2 separate regions of the Callithrix jacchus genome follow, and region 1 is linked to region 2. Evidence: chromatin contacts called from public Hi-C data. All regions are on one chromosome and are shown on one strand. Each heading gives the region's core, a stretch centred on a gene start, on an enhancer-like site or on the middle of the called end of the contact. The rest is flanking DNA. Distances are from core to core; before and after follow the strand shown. Region 1 overlaps STK32B (serine/threonine kinase 32B). Region 2 holds the start of STK32B (serine/threonine kinase 32B).

Region 1 (5,745 bases), core at 9-2,508, 94 kb after region 2:
GTCACCCAAAGTAACCACTCTTCAACCCTCTATCATCCCCCCTCCAACTCTTCCTACTCTGGGCAAACAGCCTCAGGCGACAGTGTGATTCTAGGACCCATTGTTGGCTTGGCATTTTCATTGACTGAAGCCATTTTAATCTGTTTATCAACCAAGTGTTAACTTTCAGCTTATTCCAAGTGTCTCCTTTTAGGTGCTATTACGTAGGTGTAAGTGTAGTAAACCCCAGAGAAATGCCAAATTCACAGGAACCACAGGCTGTGTGCTCACAGTCACCTAAATCCAATCTAGTCCAATAAGCAGACAAGCATTCATTAAGAGCCTTTTTGCCCCATACATTCTGTTAGTTTCCTCAAAGGAGCCCACAATTTTGTAGGGGATATGGATGAGTGGGAATATTTACGATGTGATAACACTAATTTTTAAGGTAATAATGGCTTTTGGCATTTGACCATTTGCTCAGTAATTAACACCTTCCTCCAGTTAGGAGACAAGATGGAGAGGAAGGCTGATGGAGAACCAAGTCTCATCTTTAGAGTGATAAAGCGAAGGACCGTAACTCAGGAAGGCAGGAATCATGCGCTCCTTAATGCTGAAGCCCAGAATTAGCTGGACTTTTCCACCTGACCAATGTCAAATCTGGACCCCATAGACGTCTCCACATGGCAGCTGGTCCTGAAAAGCTTCTGGCAAGAAGGAGCCGAAGAGAGGTCATTGCCAGAAGTCAGACAGACTCCACAGAGAGGGCACAGTGAACATCAATACGCCAGTCCCATTTCTTTTCCAGTTCACCGCTGGGATAACGTGTACCACCTTGGATGGAGCAAGAGGCCACCGATATGTAGGGCAATATCCCAACTGGTAGGAACCAGAAAAGAGGGAGGGGACTGCTCCTCACCCCCCAACACAAAGAGCCAGCACTTTCTGAAAGATTGTAGTGTGCCAGGCACAATTCTGAGCTCTTTATGGAAGGTAGGCTCCATTTTCCCTGTTCTACAAATGAGAATGTACCTCACCTCCAATCCAGCCACCTCAGAGGCTAAGGACACACTGACTGGGTGGACCTAAGCAGTCTGACTCAGGAGCAAGTTCCCCACAAACTGTTAGGTGTCTGCAGAAGGTTCAGCGTTACCTCTAAGGAAAGAAATGGTTAGTTGGGGGTTGGGGAAAAGCTTCACAAGAGAGCAAGTGTATGAGCTGCATGTCGAAGGCCAGTGAAAAGTCTTTCCCAAAATAAGGAGTGTTGGAGAAACGGTCTTGCAGGCAAGGGGAACAGCAGCACAAAGATATGGCAGCGTGTGGCAGCTGGTACCTTCAGGGAACCCGTGATGTTCATTGCTGATTTGAGGTCCTGACAGTGGTACCTGCCCTGTGGGGACCTCAGGAGCTTCTGGATGGGATATGTGCATTTCCCAGCATGCTTCTGGTTACATAACAAGCTGCAGTCCAAGCTCATTGCTTTTTTCCTCTTCTCTGACCTTTGGTGAGTGAGTAAGAGGTGAAAATACGGAATTTCTTTCTTGGCAAGTTATTCTGACAGGAAATAAATCTGAGTCAAAGAACCAAGGTTTTAGTAAGTTAACCATTAACCCTGTCTCTCTATTCTAAGCACGTTAGGCATGTGATCGCATGCAGGATTCTGACCTTGGCTTGGCAGGGGCACCGCTCAACATAATTATCCTCCATTGCCTAAGTTTAATATACAAGGAACTAATTGTATTCATTTACTTCCTCACATTCTTGCTTCCATTATGTGTGGTGAACTAATCAATTCGCTTCATTTTTTCCTAAATAACATGTCTTTTCTAGTTATTGGAAACTGGCTGTAATTCAGTCTAATTCAAAAATATTTACCGAACACTTATTATGTACCAGGAGTTGTGTTTGGCGCTATGAATACGGAGATTAGTTCAGTCAATCATTCATTCTGTTAATGAATATTTATTGAACACTAACTGTGTACTAAACACTGTGCTGAGTGCTAAGGGTACAACAGAAAATAAACATGGCCCCTGAAGTCAGGGAGCTTAGAGTGTAGTAGGGAAAAGTGAACTTAATGAAATATACAAAGGTAAAATTATACAAAGCCGTGTATTTTGGGGGAAAGTTCCACAGTGCTATGAGAGTGTTTCGTAGGGAGCCAGACTTAGTCTGGAGGGTGAGGGTAGGCTTCTGGGGATGCAGAGAGAATAAGGGTAGGGCCAGCAGGAGAGCACTAACGGCCTGGAAGTGGCTGCTCTCACGTCTGGTAGTAGGTGATGGGAATAAGCAGGGAGGGGAGGCAGGAGAAGCAGCTGGAACCCTGCATTCTTGGGGAAGGATTTGCTCTTTCCCCTGAGAGCAATGGAGCGGGCATCGGAGGGGAGGAAGCAAAGCACAAGCAAGATCACTCAGCTCCTCACACATTTCCCTGAGTGGAAGAGTTGGGTGAGGATGTTGGGATGCCACCATAGTGGTCCAGGAGACAGAAGATGGTGGGTTAGACCAGAGGAGTGGCCATAGGGGTGGGTGGGTGTGAGAGACAGTGCACAGATGACGTGGAGCTACCCAGTGAAAGATTGGATATGGGGGAGGGGGAGAAAGGAGTCAAGAACGAGTCCTGGGTTTTGTGTGGGTACGGTCGGTGAATGTGGAGACCACTCATCCTCATTCTGCTTTGGATCTGTGGAGTTCACAGTGGCTTTGGAACCTCCATGAGGACCCATGGGGCAGGCATTAACACCTACAGACAAAGCCAGAGACACACTGAAGATTCACTGCCAATTGGGTGGTCATTGCAGCCTTTGGAGCCCTTGACAAGAGAATGGTTATAGGACAAAGGCTTGACAGACTCCAGTATTTACCGCCTGGGAGGACAAGGCTGTGTGTGCAGAGGGAAGTGAAGTGTGGAAGGCAGCACTGAGAGAGCGGACAGGTCAAAGGAGGCGAGGATGCCATGGGATTTACCGGCAAGGCCGTACGTTGTTGGCCTGTCTTGGTGTAGGGAAGCAGGTAGAAGCCAGGCAGAGTGGGGTGGAGAGTGAAGCAGCAGGAATGCAGAGCCCCATCAGGAAGCATGGTGTGAAGGGAAGGCTTGAGATGGGCAATGTGTGTGATGGGGAGAAAATGGAATGTGCCGCAAGTTCCCTTGTGGATCCATTCAAGGATGGACAGCTGGTCTGGCAAGTATGGCACACGTGACCCAGGAGCCTTTGGAATAGGCGGGTGGGGAGCTAGGTAAGGATATTTAAGGGGCAATACAAGCTTTAGCAAATCTGACTCGTGTCCTTTGTTTTTTTTTTTCTTTTGCAGTCAACTTTGACCATTTTCAGATTCTGCGGGCCATTGGTAAAGGGAGTTTTGGAAAGGTAAGAATATGAATGCCTAGACCACTGGGCTTAAGTGTGTCTGTATATTTGTGTGTCTGTGTGTTAGTTGCTGGGCACTGGGGATATCCTGTTTGACAGTAAGATTTCGATTTGACAAATTTGGAATGCGAAAAGAAGTCTAAATAGTTTCCTTTGGGTCCGGTGTAATTTTACTCTGAAAAATTACATTACCACGACAGCCCTGGCTTAGGTGAATTACAGTGGCAATTATTTCAAGATTGCCACTGCCATTTGTTCCTTGAGAATCTAAGTCAGGAAAGTAGGGAAAAAAAACCCATAAACCTCACAAAGGCAGCTCTTTCTAGCAATGTAGACATTTATTGTTTTGGAAAGTTTGTGATCTTTGACTGTTTTTGGTGAAAGGGTGTAGAAGACTAGAAGATGGCAGGAGTTTTTAGAAAACCAAAATATTCCCCCAATCAAGCCCAGTCTGTTCTCACATACTCAGAAATTTTGAGGGTGCAATAATTGCTTTGAGAATCTACTGAATGCCAGATATTCTGTTACATTTTTTTCAGAACTATTGTTCTTTTTATTTTACAGATGGAAAAGCTTAGATGTAAAACTTAGTCTGTGCAGCTCAGAAAGATGGAGCAGGGGCCACATAGGCAGGAAGTGTCATAAGTGGGATTTGAACTGAAGGCTGACCAGGCACCTGCTATTTCAGCAACCCACACACTCTTGGTTAGACTATTTAAAACTCGCAGAGCTACACGAGACATGTGACCTAAGAAGCTGGATAGACCAAGACAACCTCCTTCCCTCCTTTGCTGCATTTACTAACCCAGTCCATGTGTACTAATTGAATGCAAACCCTGTTCTAGGCACTGCTTTAGACTCTGTCATTCCGGAGTAACCAAAACAGACCCAGATGTCTTTTCTGGTGGGGCTTACATTTAAAACACGAGAGAGATGAGAAACATAATTATACACCTTTATGGTACATTAGATAATGATAAGTGCATTAAAATACGGTAAGCTAAGGGGAACGTGGAGTTATGGGAGAGTGGCAGGGAGAAGCTGCTATTTTGTAGAGCTGAGCTATCAATAGGGTAGCCACTAACCACACGTGGATATTTAAATTTAAATTAATTAACATTAAGTAAAATGATAACAATTCAGTTCCACAGCACACTGGCTGCATTTCACATGTGGCCAGTGGCTACTGTATTGGAAGCTCAGGTTATAGAGCAGTTCCATGGCATAGATGGTTTTGCAGGACAGTGCTCTCATACAGGGTGTCAGGGACATCCTTGATGATAAGATGGCATGTGAGCAGAGACCTGAAGGAAGCGAAGGAGGAAGACAGGCAGGTTCCAGGAGGAGGGAACTTTCAGTGCAGATTTCACAGAAGGGAGTGTGCTCTGTGTCTTTGAGGGGCTTCCAGGCTATGGGAGTGGTGCAAGGTGAGGTCAGTCAAGTCGGCGAGGCCCGGATCGTGGAGGACTTCATCTGTACGGTAAAGGCTTTGGCTGTTTCACAAAGTGAGAAGAGAAGGATAAGGGGGTCCTGGGGGAGCAGTGGCACGATCTGTTTGTAGAAGTTCATAGAAGTTCACTTTGGCTGCCAGTGCAGAGAATAGCCTGGGAGGGGCCACAGCAGCAGCAGGGAACCCTGTGGGGAGAAGAGGTGGTGGCCTGGGGCATGTGGCAGTACTGGGACTGGTGAGAGAGAGAGTCAGATTTTGAATATATTTTGAAAGTGCCACCAAATCAAGTGGTCCATAGGTAGGGGGGTCTCTGCAGTAGCCCAGAGGCTGTCTGATGTCATCACAGGTCTGGACACTGTTCATCCACCCGTTCCACTTCCCTCAGTGGGATGAGATTTTCTCCTCAGGCTTCCTACCTAATGGTTTAGAGGTTGCCGAGTTCTGTGTATCACATCTTCACACAACGGCTCCTCACTTCTGTGACTTTGTTAGAGAAGGACTTCCCTCCCGGAACCTCCCAGCCAACTCCTTCTGTTTCATTGGCTATAATTGGTCGCATGACGCCCCTTGCTGCTGAGGATGCTGGGAAACTAAGCATCTTCAATTTTCAGCCTGTAGTTGGGAGACAAGTTCTCCCAGTAGAGTAGGGCAGGAGGACAGCTCGGGTGGGCACACAAAAGCGCCTTTGGGAATATCCAATATACTAACCATTCTTGTGCTCGCTGCTTGGGAGCAAAGTTGAGTAAGACGTGGTCCCAACTGACCAGAAACTCATCGTCTGATGGGGTAGACAGTTGTATGGACCGGTATGTTCAGTGATCAGCTCTATTCCCGGGAAACATCTCTTCTTCCATGGGAAGTATTTTCTGATGATTTCTGCTTTTCTTTTGCTTATGCCGCCCTTCTTACAGAAGCGTTTCTAAACATGTTTGGGATTAATTCACTAAG
Region 2 (5,609 bases), core at 2,970-5,469:
CAGGGTGCCATGGAACAGGTCAGCATTCAATTCTTCAAAATGGGCACGGGTAATGGAGGTATAGAAGTTGATTCCTTCATAGAGAGAATCAGTCTCAATACTGGCCTGGGTGCTGGAAGAGAGAGTACGCTTAGCATGCTCACAAGCAGTACGGAGGCGTCTTGCAGGTCTCTTGTTCTCACTGAGGACGTTCTTCTGTTTGTGCTTGAACTCAGCAATAAAGTGGTTGACCATTTGCTTATCAAAATCTTCACCCAAGTGGGTGTCTCTGGCTGTAGATTTGACCTCAAAGATTCCATCCTCAATAGTGAGGATTGACACATCAAAAGTGCCACCTCCCAGGCCAAAGATCAGCACGTTTCTTTCTGCTCCAAGCTTTTTGTCTAAGCCGAAAGCAACAGCAGCAGCAGTTGGCTCATTAATAATTCTAAGTACATTGAGACCAGCAATAGTTCCAGCGTCTTTGGTAGCTGGCACTGTGACCACGGCATTGGTAGCGGGCACCGTGACCATGGCACTGGTAGCAGGCACTGTGACCACAGCATTGGTAGCGGGCACCATGACCACGGCACTGGTAGTGGGCACTGTGACCACGGCATTGGTAGCGGGCACTGTGACCACGGCACTGGTAGCAGGCACTGTGACCACAGCATTGGTAGCTGGCACTGTGACCACGACACTGGTAGCGGGCACTGTGACCACGGCACTGGTAGCGGGCACTGTGACCACAGCATTGGTAGCTGGCACTGTGACCACGGCATTGGTAGCGGGCACCGTGACCACGGCACTGGTAACAGTCTTCCCAAGCGAGGCTTCTGCAATTTCCTTCATCTTTGTCAGAACCACAGAGGATACCTCCTCTGGATAGAAGTCTCTTCCTTATATTCTACTTGGACCTTGGGCCTGCCAGTATCATTCACCACCATGAAGGGCCAGTGCTTCATATCAGACTGGACAACAGCATCATCAAATCTGCGCCCAATCAGACGTTTGGCATCAAAAACCGTGATGGTGGGGTTCATTGCAACTTGATTCTTTGTGGCATCACCAATCAATCGTTTGATGTCAGTAAAGGCGACATAGCTTGGAGTGGTTCAGTTTCCTTGATCATTGGCAATTATTTCTACTTTTCAGTACTGGAAAACACCCACACAAGAGTAGATGGTGCCAATATCAATACCAATGGCAGGTCCCTTCGACATGGTTGCTGGCGCGTAGGCCTGGCCCCGACAATGAAGAAAGCCACAGGAATCCCGACAGCTGCAGGAGAGTTCAAGGAGACCCTATTTTATTTTTTTGAGACAGAGTTTCACTCTGTTGCCGAGGCTGGAGTGCACTGGCACAATCTAGGCTCACTGCAACCTCTGCCTCCCAAGTTCAAGTGATTCTCCTGCCTCAGCCTCCTGAGTAGCTGGGATTACAGGCACACCCCACCATGCCCAGCTACTTTTGTTGTTGTTTGTTTTTTTGAGTTGGAGTCTTGTTGCTGTCACCCAGGCTGGAGTGCAATGGCATGATCTCAGCTCACTGCAACTTCTACCTCCCAGGTTCCAGCAATTCTCTTGCCTCAGTCTTCCGAGTAGTTGAGATTACAGGCACCCACCACCAGGCCTGGCTAAATTTTGTATTTTTAGCAGAGACGAAGTTTCACCATGTTGGCTAGGCTGGTCTTGAATTCCTCCTGACTTCAGGTGATACACCCGCCTCAGCCTCCCAAAGTGGTGGGATTACAGGCGTGAGCCACCACATCCGGCCTCATTTTTGTATTTTTAGTTGAGACAGGGTTTCACCATGCTGACCAGTCTTGAACTCCTGATCTCAAGTGATCTGCCTGCCCAGGCCTCCCAAAATGCTGGGATTACAGGCGTGAAACACCACACCTGGCCAGTGCCTGAATTTAAATCTTACGTTTTCACACTTCTCAATCATTTGACTTGGCTTAGCTGCTTGGTGCCCCAGTCTCCTCCAGAGCAGGGATGGTGACACACCTATCTGTCAGGGTTCCTGTGAGGATGGAAAAGTCCACACAGAGCTTTTGAAGTACCAGGGCCTGGCATATCCTCTAGATGGGGAGCAGAAGAGTGAAGGGTTGCTGGAGGTCCTAGTATGCTGCAAAGGGTTAGCACAGAACTGGACAGGCAGAGAACTCTCAATACACGTGCTCGCCGTCACTGTACACTGCACTTCAAGACTGATTCCAGCCACGTGGACCTTCGCCCAGCTTCTGCAAAGTCTCCCACTCTCTAGGCCTGGAGAACTTTGCACTGGCAGCCCCCTTCCTTCTTCCTACCCAGTGATTCCTCTTTGCCCTTCCAGTCTTGGCTCCAGCACCCTCTCTTCCTGATGCTTATGCCTTTTTTTGGGGGGGGGGATGGAGTTTCGCTCTTGTTACCCAGACTGGAGTGCAATGGTGTGATCTTGGCTCATCGCAACCTCCGCCTCCTGAGTTCAGGCAATTCTCCTGCCTCAGCCTCCTGAGTAGCTGGGATTACAAGTACATGCCACCACACCTGGCTAAGTTTTGTATTTTAAGTAGAGACAGGGTTTCTTCGCGTTGGCCAGGCTGGTCTCAAACTCTTGACTTCAAGTGATCTAACCGCCTTGGCCCTTCAAAGTGCTGGGATTACAGGTGTGAGCCATCATGCCCAGCATGGCACAATATCAATTCATATATTCTTCATAACGACTTTAGAAAGGCAAAGTACTCTTATTAGCACCATTTTACAGATGAAGAAACTGAGTCCAGAAGAGGTTAAGCAATGTACCCAAGTTAATGGGCTAACGAGGGGCAAAACAGAATGAAACCTGGGTAGAATGAGCCCAGAGCCCATGCCTGTCCACATTCCTCCCTCTCTTCTTGAGCTAGGGGCCATGTCTGTGCTCAGGACATTGCCTGTCCTGGCCACACACTTCAGTGATCATTTCTTATATGCCAGGCACTGTTGCCTGCTTTCATAAATATTACCTGATAGAATTCTCACAGCCAGCCCAGGGAGTTAATATCAACCAGCCCATTTAGCAGATGAGAACCCCAAGGTGGGACACACTGCCAGTAAATGGTAGAACCAGCTTTGGGTCATGCTGGCTGGGCCTGCCTCAGACCTTCTCAGTTCTTTCCCATTGCCTTAGGGAGGTTTTTTTTTTTTTTTTTTTTTTCTGTATTAGGCTCCCCGGCTTCCCTTACCCTTCCTCCAAGAAAAAGAAAGACGGGGAGAGAACTGGAAAGAGAGACCAGGAAGGGGACCGGGACTGGAGGGCGAGACAGGGATGGAGAGACTCACAAAGATCCCCTGCACGTGCTTTCTATCAGAGCACGGACAGTGGTTCCATGCGCCCAGCAGATGGCAGGATGTAGCCAAAGATTCCCCGCAGTCCGGAGAGCTGGGCCCGCAGGATTGCAAGGCAGGGGGATCCTGCCTGTCCCTCAGGGAGCGTACTGGGAACCCGCGCTCGCCCTACAAGCCTCGGGGCGCATCTGCCGCACCCTGTACTAGGCACCCGCAACCGTGGCACGTATCTCCCGCCGCGGGAGCCCAGAGACCCAGATGCCAGCCTTGCCCCTACATCGGACGCCGATGCTGCCCAATTTTGGGGGAATCCCGAGACTCATGCTCAGCCATTCCCTGGGAGAATGATTTGGGGCAAACGACGGCTCTCTTGGGCCTCAGTTTCTCCATGTACAATGAAGGGGTCAGATTAGTTCCAGTGGGTCTAGATACTTTCATTCATGAAACACTGGGAGGAACCTTAAGAGGAGCCGTGTCGGCTGGAGAGCCAGAAGACACTGCACTGCCCGTCCCAACACTAATGCGCAAATACAGCCCAGCGGAGAGCCCTGGGACCCCCTTCGCAGCCAGGGCCGACTAACCACAGACCTAAGAGCCTCTTTCCCTCTGGACCTCCGTCTATGCGCTTCTCAATAGGAACGACGCTTTCTTATAGCTGGGTTGTTGGGAGCGGATGTAGGATGGCGCTAACAAAGCGCGTTGCCGGGGCCTGGCCAGGGTGGGTGCTGACCAACCATTACTGCCTGGAGGGACCCAACTGCGACCGAGGGAGGAGGCCAAGCAGGGATTCAGACTCCTCGGGCCGATCCGGGTCTCAGCCCCCTCTGCCCCGCCGCCGCCCCCCGCGCGCGGCCTCCGCGCGTCCCCTCCTCCCCGCTCCCGCCCCGCCTCCCGCGCCGCCTCGCGTCTCCCGCCCGCCTGCTGTAGCCGGCGAGGAGCGCGGCACGTTGGCCCCGGCGCTAGGAGCTCCCGGGTTCGCTGGCGGGCGCCGGCGTGAGGACCTGCGAGCGCAGCCCGGGGCGGGGCAGGGCAGAGGGCTGGGCTGGGGCGAGGTCCCTGCGAGCGCAGTCTGAGGGGCGCCAGGGAGGAGGGAGCCGCCGTCCCGCCCCTGCGCGGCGCTCGGCCCCCTGGAGCTCCGCGCGCGGCTACAACCTGAGCTGGGCGCGCTCCCCGCATCCGGCATCCCGCATCCTGCATCTCGCATCCTGCATCCCGCGTCCCCGCGGACGGGCATGTAGCAGCGGCAGCAGCGGCGGAATATGGGCGGGAACCACTCCCACAAGCCCCCCGTGTTTGACGAGAATGAGGAAGGTAAGAGGGCGTGGGGCGCCACTTCCCGCCACGCGCCGCCCCGCTCGGACAGGGGCTGGGCCTCCCCTGCCTCCGTCACCCTCGGCCGAGTCCTGCTGGGCGCCGCGTGCTGCCCGGCGCGGGGACCCAGGCTCGGCCACTTCGCCCAGCTCCGGCAGAGTGTGCCCGGCTCCGTGCCAGGCGCGGCAATTCTGCCCAGGGAACTCCTCGGCACCCAGTGCCCTGTAGGGGTCGGGACGGTGCCCAGTGCGGGGCTGGGGAGGCGGCTTCAGAGAGGCGAACCTGAAACCTGCACTTGGGGTTGTGGAAGGGAGGAGTTGACTTCGGAGGCCGGTCAGGAGGTTTCTAGGCTTGGGCTACCCAGGAAGCTGAGGTTTCTTTGAGAGCCTGAGGCTGACGGAGGTGGCCTGGGTGGGCGGATTGTACCGTGTGCGTGTGTGTGTGTCCCCGCGCGCTCGTGTGCGTGTGTGTGCCCACGAAGCATTTGGTCTCGTGTAAGGGCCTGTTGGATGCAGCTGTCCTCAATCACCCAGGACAGCCCAGGGAAACTTTTCTTTGCTAAACTCTGTGGCCCCGAGGAAGGCGTCCTGATTTCTTTCCGCAGCCTCCCCGGTGCAGCAGTGGTGCAGGCTGTCCAACCGCATCTAAACTTCCTGGCTGGGTCCTTGCGGTTCAGGTCAATAGAGCTCAGTATTTGGACTAGCAGAACCCTCTTCCCAGTGTGGCGTGTCTCTGGAAAACTTACTTCGCCTCTCTGAAACATCAGTCTCTTTACCTATGGAATGAGAGTTATGATATCAGTTGCTACTTTATAGGGCTGTTTGAAGCTTAACTATTAGTAATGCACGTGAAAAGTGCCTTATAAATGCAAGCAGTACTGAGCTGTGCGTTTATTATCTGTGAAGAGCCCTCTGCTTCTCAAAGCTGGTTTCCTGTTGTGCTGACTCGCAGTCTCCACTGTGCCCCAGATAAGAGCTGAGACTTAGTGAGCACTTACTATGTTCCAGGCAT

What was found. A called contact is a pair of places that touch in the nucleus more often than the background predicts.
Region 1: a contact with region 2 is called in a Hi-C map of induced pluripotent stem cells, with 2.9 times the contacts expected there. The contact joins the enhancer-like site here to the promoter of STK32B in region 2. A contact is called at or near these places in 2 of 3 Hi-C or Micro-C datasets (induced pluripotent stem cells and skeletal muscle).

The regions. Positions count from the first base shown.
Region 1 is chr3:185,346,108-185,351,852 of calJac240_pri, forward strand. It overlaps STK32B (serine/threonine kinase 32B), which reads left to right. Exons shown (of 12, transcript XM_002746002.5): 2 at 3,292-3,347. Among named protein-coding and RNA genes, the nearest start is that of STK32B, 96 kb to the left of the region's middle. Within about 2 kb of position 1,259, at least 2 of the 16 cell types and tissues checked have an H3K27ac peak or open chromatin away from gene starts, as enhancers often do.
Region 2 is chr3:185,248,983-185,254,591 of calJac240_pri, forward strand. STK32B (serine/threonine kinase 32B) reads left to right here and starts at 4,220. Exons shown (of 12, transcript XM_002746002.5): 1 at 4,220-4,598. The coding sequence starts at 4,547. It also overlaps the pseudogene LOC100414363.